3 separate regions of the Zea mays genome follow, and all the other regions are linked to region 3. Evidence: chromatin contacts called from public Hi-C data. All regions are on one chromosome and are shown on one strand. Each heading gives the region's core, a stretch centred on a gene start, on an enhancer-like site or on the middle of the called end of the contact. The rest is flanking DNA. Distances are from core to core; before and after follow the strand shown. Region 1 has its middle 87 kb from the start of LOC100275862. Region 2 holds the start of LOC100275862. Region 3 has its middle 29 kb from the start of LOC103646839.

Region 1 (4,464 bases), core at 998-3,497, 270 kb after region 3:
TCTGTTCCTTAACAAGACTTTCTATTAATATTTAGGACATCTGAAATAAATACTGAATCATAGAAAATGCATGAATTAAATATTCAACGTTGGTCAAATAATAATCATGTCATATCTATGAAAATTTCTGATCACAAAATTTCTAAAACCATCGTTGGATGATCTAGAAAACATAAACTTGTAATAAATTGTGGTAACAATATCCAACGTTGGTTAAAATATTCAATAACCACAAAATTTTCTGAATTCTATGCAATTTAAACAATAATCAATCCACGTTGGTTTCATAATTAACTGGAAAAAATTGCATAAAATATAAATAAAAGTATCAAAGTACGCAGCGGAATAAAAATAGTCCGTAAATATCTCTGAAATTTTCTATAACTGAGAAAAAAAATATTCTGAATTTTCTTCACTATTTTCTTATTTCTTTGCTGTTCTCTAATTCCAGAAAAAAAATCGCTGGATAAAAAAAATGCCAAAATGGCCTTGATCGGCCACACGGCCAGGCCCAGCAAGGCTTCTAAGCCGCTGGAGTGGAGGTGTTGTTTGTTTTGGCCTAGTCATGATTAGGGTTAGGTTATTAAACCCTAACCCTAAAACATTGATCTGTTTTACTATCTCGGATTTCCTGGGTTTGGCCGAGACCAAGTCTCTGACAGTGGCCTAAAACCCTAGATTTAGGTTAGGTTAAAACCCTAACCCGAGAGATCTAAAATTCTTTTAATCTATTCTAAACTCTCTGTTCTCGGGTGATGAATGATGATAAATAAATGAGTTCATCACATATATCTGAGACCTTTCTGTGATCTCATAAAACGATGCGGATTAGGAGATCTAGGGTTCTTAGGTGGCTTTGATACCATTGTTAGGGATTGCTGGTGCTTAGGATCGTTTCCTAAGTCCCTAGAATACCAATCCGTGTCTAAAATACCTCGATGATGAGTAGATCTATTCTACTGAGGGGTACATGTATACATACCGTCGTTGTTGTTCCTAGCCATCATTGCGGCGGCGTCTTGCAGCGAAGACCCGCCTCCTGCTTCTTGTCGATCTCCCTGCTAGTGTCGAGGAGATTGATTTCCGTCGTTGATCGGCGGTGGATCAGCTCCTCCAATGTTGCCTGCAGGGGGAATCTCAGATCCCGATGGGATAACGGGGATCTGAGACATAGTCATAGCGATTCCAGTCACTCCGAGCGCCTAGGGGATCGGTTCCTCTCAAAGTGTCGATTAGGGTTTGTGGTCGAGCGATTAGCGTTGGCTAAACCCGTCGGCCCCCTTAATCTATTTATATGGCGTCGTGTGACCGGGGGCTGCAACCAACGGTTAGGATAGCCCCCGATCAGGGGCGCGGTTAGACGGTTAGGATTAACCCTACCCTGGTTACTGTTAACCGGCTAGTGTAGAGGACACATCCTAACACACGCAACACCGGCGTTCCGTGTTTCCAGCAGCCCATCGCCAAGGCCCACAGCCCCCCGCGAGTACGCCCAGAGAATGCCAGGAATCACCTGTGGCCAAGCGGCGAGGTCCACGCGAGTTGACCACGACGGCCATCTTCTCGGTGCGGCAATGCACATGGGATTGACTACAGCAGCGGCGGCGCGGTGGAGTTCCCCGGCCATGGAAAATCGACGAAGCGCCCATGGCAGCGAGCGCGGCTGGGTTCATGGTGGCGCCAACAGTGGAGAACCACGGCGGCGGTCGCGGTCGGGTTACCGATACACGCGTCCAGGCATCTCGGTTGCGGGGAGCCTCGATGGGACCCCAGATGAGCACGTGGACCGGTCATGGGATGGTCCATGGAGTAGATAGGGGTGCAGGGAAAATAACGGCAGGCGCTAGAGGGTAGCAGGGACGCGGGCGTGGTGGAGCATCGTCGGCTGGCGAGGGGCCATGGGGACGCAGGGATTGGGACCTATATGCACCGCAGAGAGGCCGCAACGATCCAAGCGGATTAACAGGGAGTTGGTCACGACCGTGTTGATTGCGCCCAAGCTGCGGCCAAGGCAAAGCTAGAGGCGGTTAGCTAGGGGCGCGCGATTTGGGCGAGCCCGGAGCTGCCCGCGAGTTCTGCGGACGGTTGAGTGGGGCATGGCCGACTGGCCGAGATTCCAGGCAGACCAGGTGAGGCAAGCGTGTCTGTTAGCGAGAAAGCAGGGAAAGAGGATGAAACTGACAAGGCATGCTGGATTGTCAGAGATAGATTAAATCCATGCGTGATAGCAGGTACTGGCCGATAGGGCCGTGAGGCAGTGGCTGAGCACGCATGTGAGGAGGGGTTGGCTTCGTGGGCTGCGCGGAAGGGAGTTAGTGGGCCGCGCGCAAGAAAAGGAAATGGGCCGAGACAGGTGAGGGTTTCCCCAAGCGCAAGAAATCCTTCCTTTTCTTTTCTATTTTCTTCTCAATTTCTAATTTTCCCATTTCATTCTCTTTTGATTTACAAATTTAAAATCCAAATCCACGATAAAGTTTAGGAATTCAAATTTTTATTACATACTCAAAATCAATTATGAAGTCATAGGTATGTATTTATTTTAATTGATTTATAGATGTTTGAAATATGAGAAACACTCATATTGTTTTCTCTTTTTTTAGAAAAATAGTATTTTGAATGTGGGTAAGAAGTAAAAGTCACTTCAAAATTAAATATTCTTGTAAATAAATGCTTATGGTGCATCATTTAATGAAATGAATAATCATCTAGTAGTTGAACTGAAAACCTTTATATTACATCTTTTAAAAAAAATAGTTCTTGGTTTCAAAATTCAGTCCTCAAATTTCAACACTCAAGTATAATTTGAGATTTCTGTATTTGCTATTTTATTTCTTCGTGTATTTATTTTATTATTAATTTTTTTTCTTATACCAATTTTGGGACTTACACGGAGCCAAAGTGTTTTCCAAAATAGACCTTCGCTCCAGCTATCATCAGATCAAGATACGAGCAAGTGATAGACTGCCTTCTCAACCAGATATGGGTTGTATGAGTATTTGGTGATGTCGTTTGGGCTGACTAATGCTCCATCATACTTCATGTATCTGATGAATTTTTTCTTCATGCCTGAACTGGACAAGTTCGTGGTGGTTTTCATCGATGATATATTGGTGTACTCAAAGAACGAAGAAGAGCATGCCGGTCATCTGCATGTAGTGCTCCAACGTCTGCGAGAGCACCGTCTTTATGCCAAACTATCCAAATGTGATTTTTGGCTAAAGGAAATCAAATTCTTGGGTCACACTATCTCTCAATCTGGCATAGCTGTTGATCCAGATAAAGTGCAAGAAGTGATGAACTGGAAGCCGCCAACAACTGTCTGTCAGATTCGAAGTTTTCTAGGATTGGCTGGTTATTATCGAAGATTCATCCTAGACTTCTCTTGAATTATGAAGCCCATGACTAAATTGTTGAAGAAGGGAGCCAAGTTTGACTGGGGTCAGAAGTGTGAAGACGCTTTCCACATCTTGAGGCAGCATCTGACCACAGCACCGGTGTTAGTGCAACCCGACAACGCCAAGCCATTTGATGTATACTGTGATGCCTCTGGCACTGGACTGGGTTGTGTTTTGATGCAAGACAACCGGGTCATTGCCTACGCATCCAGGGCACTCAGGCCTCACGAGCAAAATTATCCGACTCATGACTTGGAATTAGCAGTCGTGGTTCATGCATTGAAGATGTGGAGACACTATTTGATGGGAACCCACTGCAACATCTTCACAGATCATAAGAGCCTCAAGTATATCTTTACTCAGGCTGATCTTAACATGAGGTAGAGAAGATGGCTAGAGCTGATCAAGGAATACGACCTGGAGGTACACTACCACCTAATGTGGTAGCTGATGCCTTGAGTCGGAAGTCACAATCTAACTGTGTTATGATGGATTCTCTCATCAACACCCTGTGTGATGAGTTGAGCAAAATGAAGATTGAAGTGATTCCTTCTGGTGCTTTGTCTCACATTTCCATTGAGCCAACTTTGCGAGACCAGATAATCATGGCCCAACTCAGTGACAAGGGAGTGCAAATCATTAAGGAGAACCTCCATCAGAAGACAGAGAAGTATAAGTGTTTCCGCCAAGATGGGAAGGGTATATTGTGGTTTGGAAGCAGATTGGTGGTTTCTAAAAACAAGGATCTCAAGAAGAAAATCTTGGATGAGGCTCATCTCTCCAAATTCTCTATGCATCCGAGAAGCACCAAGATGCACCATGATCTGAAACCCTTGTATTGGTGGACCAGAATGAAGAGGGAAATAGCTCGATACGTATCAGAATGTGACACCTGTCAGAGGATAAAGACAAGCCACTTAAAATCAGCTGGTGCCTTGCAGCCCCTGTGACGCCCCAGTGTCACTTAGGGTTTCTCTCAATTGCTAACCCAAGAATCAACATTTGATGTGAGCCAAATTAAGCATGAAGCATCAAATTAACTTAAGAATAAAAGATCCACTAAGTTTAT
Region 2 (4,396 bases), core at 1,231-3,730, 360 kb after region 3:
GAGATCACGATCTTCAAGATATACAAAATTGAAGAACCTGAGCATTGTGTTTTGAAAACAAGGTAAGAGTCCTCTAACCTACTTATGTCATATTCACATGAGAAATTACATTCCCGCACAACATGGTTCAACCTAAGGACTGACTAGCTTTGTATTCACCCTGTCCTTGTTTACCTTTTGGGTTGGGCTGTTGTTGAGTTTGGAGCGCAGGTACCTAAGGTGGGGGATGAGGGCAACGACTCGGACGAGGTCGCCCAAATTAGGCACTTTAACTCCCAAGCCACAACTATACTCCTTGCCTCCTTGTGTCGAGAGGAGTATAATAAGGTGCAAGTAGATCTGGGCATAAAACCCGAGCCCAAAGCTTGTTATCCGAAATACCCAAACCCGTACCCGTTTAGCCCGAAGCCCATTACCCGAACAGATCCAGCGGGTAACGAAATTAAATACCCGAATTGAGTTTGGGCCTAATCGGGTATTAACCCGTGGTACCCGAAGTACCCAATCTACCCGAATTACCCATAGAACCGTCCAGGCAAGGCAAGTAGGCAACCAGCCAACCAGGCAGCAAGCACATCGTGGAAGGTAGTTTATTTGTAGAACATCACGCAAGCACATCACGCAAGCACATCACTGTGCTCGTCTCAAGACACAAGAGCTACATCTGTTGACAGGCCTGACTACGCTGGTGTCGCTGAACGTGTCCAACTCCTGGGTCTCCGACTCTGTTATGTGTTATGTGATTGTGTGAGAGCAAATATTGTTTCACTGTTGAATACTAAATATTGTTTCACTATTTCACTGTTGAATATTAAATCTTGCTCTCTTGAATATTAAATATTCTACTCTACTACTGCTGAATATTGTTTCACTGTTTCGGGTAGTTTGATACTACCTGAACCCGTACCCGAAATTATGGGTACCCGGAATTATGGGTACCCGAAATTATGGGTACGGGTTGGGGTATAGATGTTAGATACCCGAAATATAAAACCCCCAAAAGCCCGACCCGAAATAACGGGTAAACCCGAACGCCCAGCTCTAGGCGCAAGGGTTAAAGAGTGCCAAAGAAATTTGGAACGTCCTCAAGACGGTGCACGAAGGGGACGAGGTGACCAAGATCACCAAGCACGAGACGATCGAGGGAGAACTCGATCGATTCGTCCTCACCTCTGACTCTGCGGCTCTAACTCTACGCACACTGTTGTTCACAGCGGCTTTTGCAGTTGACCGTTGGAGTGAGTAGCTGATGCTCTGCTTGCACACCGGACAGTCCGGTGGCACACTGGACAATCCGGTGAATTATAGCGGAGCGTGGCTCAGTTTTCCTAAGAGTGGCTGGTTCATCTTCGTACGGACATGGTGCACCGGACACTGTCCGGTGGCACACCGGACAGTCCGGTGCGCCAGACCACAGCACACTCAAGTCTTTGCTCCGGTTCATTTTAGTCCCTAACTTGAATCTTTTATTAGTTTATGTTGAACCTTATGCACCTGTAATACATGAGTTCTTAGAGCGAACTAGTTAGTCCATATATTTGTGTTGGACATTCAACCACCAAAATTAATCGTAGGGAAAAGTTAACCCTATTTCCCTTTCAATAAGGAAGCGGTGTTTACAAGTTTGCAGGTTGAAGACGAGGTATGAAATGTGATTTATTTTTGCTAATCTTGGTCACAGTTGTGAAGCTTCTTAGGGAGGAAAATGAAAACTTGAATCTAGTTAGTTGAATGCACAAATGGGGGGGGGGGTGATTTGCTCCATGCTCAGTGTGAACAAAAGTACGATCAAAGCCGATAGTTTGGCTACCTTTCTGGAGGAATAATCTTTAATCACTGGCCCATGGCCCTGTAACAGTATTTCTCTAACCTTTTAAAATCAACATGGCAACATAGACTCTCCCCTACTAACCAAATTACAGATTTTGTATTGGCAATGCCATTTGGATGTGAAAAGGAACCTTCTTGGGTTTTGTATAAATGTCTATAATAATGGCAAAGCTACAAATGAATATGATTCTCCTTCACAAGAATCCATGAAATATAGCTTGTCATTATAATATTTGTCCTCTTGGAACATATTGTATAATTATGTGTATATGTGCATTGGTTGATCAGGAACCTTATGTTCTCCATGAATGTAGAATAGGAAATTGAAGATAACCTAGAAGGGTACAACTTTTTTTTCATTAGGTGATTAAGATTATGAAAATTCAAGCCGTGCCCTATGTCTATAACTCTATCGTTTTGATTAAAATTATTGCATTTTGGATTTATGGTTCCGTTAGTATGGGCACCTTACTAATACTAATGTAGAATAGTAGACGATTTGAATGAAATTCTCGTTGCGTTATTGGCCCGGCTATGCAACTGGGCTCAATGCAAAATTAAACGTGGGCTCTGAAGGAGAAAAGTAGCCCACCTAACTATTCCGGACCATCCCTACCCAATAGGCCACCATCATCACCGCTGCGGCCGTGCGTGGAGGCGTGAGGCCGATCAAATCGGCGGCGAATCCCCAACCCTAGCAGCAGTGGGCGGCCGGACCGGGACGGGCGGTAGACGGCTCCAGCACGCAACGCTGACAGGTTTGGCCGTGCGAGGCGCGAGGGCTAGACAGGTGTCGCGGCGCCAGGCATCCAGTTCCAGGGCTGCGTGGGCTCGACCAGAGCGAGTCTGCAATCCGCCCGTCCTTGTCCCCGTCGGCGGCCGTTCACCAGTGTCAGGTGCGGAGGTGACAACATTTCTGAAAGAAGTAAGCAAGCACTAGGTATAAAACTTCAGCGTCCTGTTAACTCTTGTTTTGGTATCGTTTTAGATTTACATTTTGGTATGAACAATTTGCTCCCAATTTCAAAGATTGCCACTTCCAAATATACCAATTATTGTTCAAACACATGGGGCTAACAGATGACTTGAGATTTTAATCACAACATAAGCCTATTTGTCTAGTGCAACTGCAGCAGGGCACATAGTTTTTACAGGATTGATGCAGCTTTCGTAGAATGTTTGTAGTTGAGCTGCACCTGTCACCTGCACTATTCATGGTAGCTGTTTTGACAATGAGTTGGAACTCGCTAACTCGCGGTTAGCCAACCTCAAACAGTGGGAGAATAGGAAACAGTTTGATGTCGCTTAAGACAGAGTATTAGGGCAACAATGTTTTTCTGTCCCCCGCAATGGTACTATATGGGAGTATTTATAGGTAACCGAGGGTTGGCCCTGCCTCGTCAAAGACGATTGTACCCTCGGTTACCTAAGTTATCTCCGGAATATTCTCCCTTGGGGGTTACAGCGGGTCATTACAGCGTAATTAATTACAAGCATGGGCTGATCCACTAACAGCCCTACCCGCGTGACGGTCTGCAGGCTAGATCTCACAGTGTGGGCCAACTATACATGGGCCCCCCCTATTACAATTGGCGGTAGATCGCAGCACATGGTCTTCGCAGTCTAGATTCTTTGCCAATGGAATTATTGATGGTCTTCGCTCTTGCCCGTTCTGGCGAAAGTAGCGCCCGAGTCTTCGCCCGGACTCTTCATGCTCTTCGAAGCGCGGTCGCTCTTCAGGCCTTTGCGCCCTCCAGTCCTTAACCCGTTCGACATTGTGATCTTTCGAGCGAGGGGGCGTTGAGCCTTCGCTCCAACATTTGTCCTCCGAGGGACCAGTTCGACTAAATCAGCTGGTGCCGAAGTCTGTCGTAAGATGGCGAAAATGTTGCCCTCGCTCGAAGTGGTTGCGCGGGATTTTTTGAAATGTGACCGTTGATGAGACGTTTTACTGTAGGACTGTTGAGTTCCTGAGGCACTGTCCCTGGCCTATAAAAGCTGGGCGCGGGCTGGAACTTTTCACCCGTTTGAGCGTGTGCTGAAGAAACCCTAGCACTTTCCTCCGCTTGCTTGCCCTCTTCTGCTCTCGCTCTGCCGGAGATCTAGCCCGTGTTAAGCAGACTGCCCGCCGCCGCCGATGGTACGTCACCATGCCGTCTTCTTCCTCGTCGTCGTCTGCCGCGACCGCATCCTTGACCGCGTCGTCGTCTGAGAAGACGATTAGCGACCCGGCGGCAGTTGTGGACCTGCAGCCCGGGCATACGGTTGAGTTCGGGACCTCGAGGATTTACTCGGGCCGCGTGCTAGAGATGCAGCAGCTGGGTTATTTTGGAAACAGAGTTGGGCGGGCTCTAGGGGCTGAAGATGTCCCTGAGCCAGAAGGGGAGTTGGTTGTTTTTGAGGCTTTTTTGCCGCTAGACTTCGTTTGCCGGCACATTGGTTTGTAGTCGAGGTTTTGCGGAGGTTTGGGGTGCAAATCCATCAACTGATACCGAACGCAATGGCTGCACTGGCGAAGTATGTGTGGGCTGTGTTCTCATACGGTGGAGAGCCGCCTGTTGAGGTC
Region 3 (5,020 bases), core at 1,704-4,203:
GGCTAGCGACCTCCCCTAGTCAGCTACCTGTGGTGGATTATTTATGTTGGCTGTGTTTCTATTATGTGCACTTTGATCTATATTATGTAAATGACCCTAGTCTTTAATATTATTACTTACTCTTTATTATTATTCGAAGCATTGTGCTATGATGTCATTTATGTAATCGCTGTGTACATGAAATTCTGATCCTAGCACGTACATGGTTCGCATTCGGTTGACCTTCCAAAACCGGGTGTGACACCAAGCTTGACAATGAGGATATGACTCTTATCGTTAAGAGCTTCGAGCAAATCCTCAAGCAAAGGAAAGGGAAGGAGTACAAACTCCTCTCCAAGAGGGTTTGCTACCGGTGTGGTAAGTTCGGTCATTATATTTATAAATGTCCATATGCATGTGATAGTTACACGGACGATGGCAAGAAGGGGAAGAAGAAGACGGAGAAGAAGTACTACCACAAGAAGAAGAAGGGTGGTGGGGCGCACATGGGAAAGGAGTGGGACTCCGACGAGATCTCTAACGACTCCTCCTCCAATGAGGATGCCTCCAACATTGCCATCAACAAGGGTGTCCTCTTCCCCAATGTCGTCCACAAGTGTCTCATGGCCAAAGAGGGCAAAAAGAAGAAGGTATACTCTAGAGACACCCCAAATATACTACTTTCGATGATGAGGGTAGCCCTAGTGAAAAGAATGATGATTTGTCTTCTCTTTTTGCAAACCTTACCATAGATGTGACAGCTCTCCCAAGTTATCAGAGCCACATGCACTAATCCTTGCCTTAATGGCCTCAGATATCAATGCATGTGTACTAGGTAACTTAACAAGGCTATCGAGTTCATAAACTTGAACTCATCATCCTAAGGACCTCCCACATAACAGGCATATTACAGTAATCACATTTGATACACACACATTGGAGATAGAGCGGAAGACTTTTATAAAATACACCTTACATTGCAGAACTCAAGTTTTACAACATAAAAGGGATTGAAATTATTGCAAGTCCTGATAGTCTTCAAAGTGTATAACTTAACTATAGTACTTGGGAAGGTGAAGCCTTTCCAAAAGAGATACACATAAGTAATCTAAGCTTCAAGGCCTCCACAAGAAGCTACTAATAAAGCCAAAGGCATCAAAAGTCTTTCCTACAACAACATAGGGAATAAAATCCTGAGTAGGCAATTACTCAGCAAGACTTACCCGACTAAGGAAAAGACTCTCAAGGGCATGCTAGCTTTTGGGAATCAAGGGAAAAGTTCATCAATTATCAAGGACTCCCTTTTGCATAAAATCTTACTAATAATGGATCCTTAAGCCAAGTTTTATTTCACAAGTTAGGTCATTACCTGAATCTTCTAACCTGTCTCTAGAGTTTCCTAATCTAGATCATTCACATGGCCTACACAAGATTTCTTTTAACCAAAACTTTGTTATACTTGTTATCTACGATGTAGAGCAGTCTTCAAGACCAACAAATAACGGCGATTAGAATCGATTAATACCTAGCTTGGGATCTCCAACCACACGACATATATAGCACTTAACCCTTGCATATGTCTACCCTTCCCATGGGTCATCCACTATGTGAACCGGTCCGCGCCACCTAAGAGTACGGTACTCCACCATCCAGCCACGTGCCAGGAGGGTACACGCCACTCCTGCCATCTCTCCACTCCCAGTGCGCGATTATCTTTTCACATATGGAGTAGTCGGGTTCAGGCTTACCCATGACGAGGTATGTGGCCAGCTAAAAAGTTCTCGATCAATAGGCATACAATCGGTACGGTCCTTAATCGACACAGACGGGCGACCTCTCCAGCTCAATGTGTGGTGTCGTTTTAAACTATTTCAAAACTTTGGCGCCTAATAGAGGGGCCATGCTTCAATAATGAATTCATCATCGCGATTTGATGCCTTCATTATCCAAGCTCATTTTATTTGTAAAAATATGAGTCATAGATCAAAAACATTTTTCTTATTCTATCAGCATGACTAAGCATCACTAGTTTTTATAAACAGGTAATAAGGTATGGCAATCAACCTTTCAAGGATGGTAATGTACCAAGTGTTTAATCAATCAACTCCTATCACCTAATGCAGCATATAAGTGATAATTTTTTATAAATACAAGGAAGGTGGCAAATGCAACGGGGGCTTGCCTTATTGCAGGGGAAGATCCTAAAATCCTGCTATTATGATAATTAGTTATAGGGAATGGCACCACTAGATAGTAAGCTCCATCTTCAAACACCACTTCTTCTACATGTTCTACAAGTCAATTACAAATACATGAATGTTTATATAATGGTACTCCATGCAAACTCTCACAAGGGAGAGGTGGAGCACATAAACACAACAAAACCAAGCATATGACAAGTATACCCACATTCTTATATAGTCTAACACTACATGCGAAGGACCAAACTGAAGTTACTTAGAAAAAACCAGAGAACTAAACAAACTTAAGTCTACCAAGGTTGTTACCCAACAATTTATAGATTCAAACTCCTTTTAAACATATATTAACACTAGATTTGTGAATTTAAATATTGCTATTTAGCTATTTCAAGGTTTTTTGGGCAAACCAATCCCAAACTGGTTCAAATTTTTACCAAGGGCTAATGTTGTGTTAAATAGTTTCCCCCACCAATTTTCATAATTTTTGGAGATTTAGTTTTACTACTAAAATTCATTTAATCCTTTTAAGAGCATCTTTTAGTTAGCCAAAATTTACTATTTGTTGTAAAAATTCCAAAATTAATTGTAACAGAAACTACACCATTTAATGAACCCCACAAATTTGTTTCACATTTTTCCAATTTTTCTACAATTTTTAACCTAGTTTACAAGTTATCAGTTAATTAATAAAGAAATTTCATAATAGACTGGGCCAAAATTCGCCCAGCCAGCCCAATTACCAGGAACAAAAGCTGCGCTGACAACCCAGGTTCCAGAACTCGTGTGCGTTCGCGCTGCTTTCCCCGCGTACGCCGGCGGCGGCGCTGCGTCTACTTCGACGCCGACACGGCTCCACCACTAACCCGCTGCACTAGCAAAACATATGGAGAGCGCATGGAGCTCACCGCGAAGCAAATCGGGACTTGAACCTACTCGCTACCGATTTGGACCTGGAACGCGACGGCGAGGTGAGGTGGCCACGGACAGGGTTCGCCAACGATCCGGCGGCGTTCAAACGAAAAGCTTCATGAACTTGATTGTCATAAGGGGGTGAGGGAACATGAACATAACAAACAAGCATCACCTTGGAAAGCCTTGGTCACGGCGGGGTGGGAACATTGGTCGGCGTGGTCACCAGGATGGGGAACAGCGACGACAACGACAAAAATATAAGAAAGAAATTACGAGCACGAAGAACATGTTCGTAAGACCTAAATGTTCGTCAATCTAAATGTCCGTCGACGATGCGGGGCGAGTTCAGGCAGGGAGAACAGCACAGCAAAGCTCTTACGAGCACGAAGATAGAGAGGGATAAAGGACTCGCTGGTTTAGGATCAGGGGCATGAGAAGACAGGAAGAACAATACTACACTGGTGGCCACGGTAACAGAAATAAGAACGGTGACAAGCAGTGTCTGTCCATCTCACTATGCACACACCGAGGGTTAGGAGTTGCATGAAACAGGACACGCAGTGTCTGTCCATCTCACTATGCAGGACTCATATTATAGCAGGACAGCAACTGTCTGATAAGTTATAAACTTCCTTAGGCTTAGATATTTGGAACTCAAGGTCTATCCTTACATCCCCACAGACACCCTCACATATCCACAACACCACAGGCCAAAACTAACCGCCATCAACTGTGCATAAAGATCTGGCTTATAGTTAAAAATCCACACTGAAGTTTATCGAGTCCAACATTCTACTGCCCACCTGAACCAGGTCGACCAAGCCTAACCAATTATGATCACAAAACAAACCTCTACCACCTTGCTATGGAATCTCAGAGCTAAAAGCACCCAGGTCAAAAGTTACAATGCCCCAAAGTTCCTTCCAATACACTGAATTTTCTACTTCGGCTACCTGAACACATGAACCTGACAGGATCAATTTGGAGCAAATTTTCTCCCAATTTTCAATAATAATAGGCTGACCTTAGGTAACAAAATTTGCTCACAAAACATACCTCTACAAACTTTCTGCAGCAACCCTAGGTCAAATAATCATGGATCAAGAGTTATAGTGCTTCAAAGTAAGGTGAAAATACTGATATTCAGATTCAGCTAACTAAACCAAAAGCTGAACCCACACCTAACAGAGAGAGTTTGAGCGCAATTTACTCCAAATTTAGTGCAGCACCAAATCAAACTTATTTAAGAAAACTTGTTCACTTTTGTATGATTTTCCTATAGAAACCATAGTTCATAACTCCATGGATTAGCCACAAGAAAGCTCCAAAGTTGAGTAAAACTCATGAAATTCAGTTTTAGGTAACTGAATCAAGTCTGAAATCAAAGTCTGACAGCGTGTTTTGGGCACCAATTCCTCCCAGTTCCAATTAGCTTTAGGGGCATGACCCTTACTAAGATTTACTCCCCTAGAATTAGTATCCAAGTTTGCTACAATAACTACAGTGTAAAGGCACATGGATTGATCACCAAGGAGCTTCAAACTTAGCACTTTTTACTGAAATTCAGTTTTCAATCAGCCAGTCTGAAATCCAAACCTGTCAGCCCACATTGGACCACTTTTTTCCTAGTTGCATATGGTTTTAGGGCTACCACATTTAGTAAAGGTTGTTCTCCTATAATACCTCTACAAGTTTGTTATAGCAACGTTTTACTAAAGACTCATGGATCACAAGATACATAAGTCCAAAGTCAGCTAAACAAAACTATTTTGTGCTAAATCCAAATTGCCCCAATTCTGAACTTTTGCAAATTACTCCATACTTTTCCACACAACTTGGAAATCTCCAACTAAGAAAGTTGTTCACTTTTCCAAGATCTATAACTTTGGTATATGGACTTTTAGCAAATTCTCACTAGATTTTAAATT

The links. Hi-C and Micro-C count contacts between places; a contact is called where the count stands out from the background.
Region 1: a contact with region 3 is called in a Hi-C map of leaf, with 5 times the contacts expected there. The contact joins two enhancer-like sites. A contact is called at or near these places in 5 of 25 Hi-C or Micro-C datasets (bundle sheath, endosperm, leaf and 1 more).
Region 2: a contact with region 3 is called in a Hi-C map of leaf, with 5 times the contacts expected there. The contact joins the promoter of LOC100275862 here to the enhancer-like site in region 3. A contact is called at or near these places in 2 of 25 Hi-C or Micro-C datasets (ear and leaf).

The regions. Positions count from the first base shown.
Region 1 is chr2:111,297,409-111,301,872 of Zm-B73-REFERENCE-NAM-5.0, reverse strand. No RefSeq gene overlaps it. Among protein-coding and RNA genes, the nearest start is that of LOC100275862, 87 kb to the right of the region's middle. Within about 2 kb of position 2,247, at least 18 of the 20 cell types and tissues checked have an H3K27ac peak or open chromatin away from gene starts, as enhancers often do. A contact at or near this core is called in leaf, where this site is marked.
Region 2 is chr2:111,210,500-111,214,895 of Zm-B73-REFERENCE-NAM-5.0, reverse strand. It overlaps LOC100275862, which reads left to right and starts at 2,480. Exons shown (of 3, transcript NM_001367829.1): 1 at 2,480-2,770.
Region 3 is chr2:111,567,769-111,572,788 of Zm-B73-REFERENCE-NAM-5.0, reverse strand. No RefSeq gene overlaps it. Among protein-coding and RNA genes, the nearest start is that of LOC103646839, 29 kb to the right of the region's middle. Within about 2 kb of position 2,953, at least 3 of the 20 cell types and tissues checked have an H3K27ac peak or open chromatin away from gene starts, as enhancers often do. A contact at or near this core is called in leaf, where this site is marked.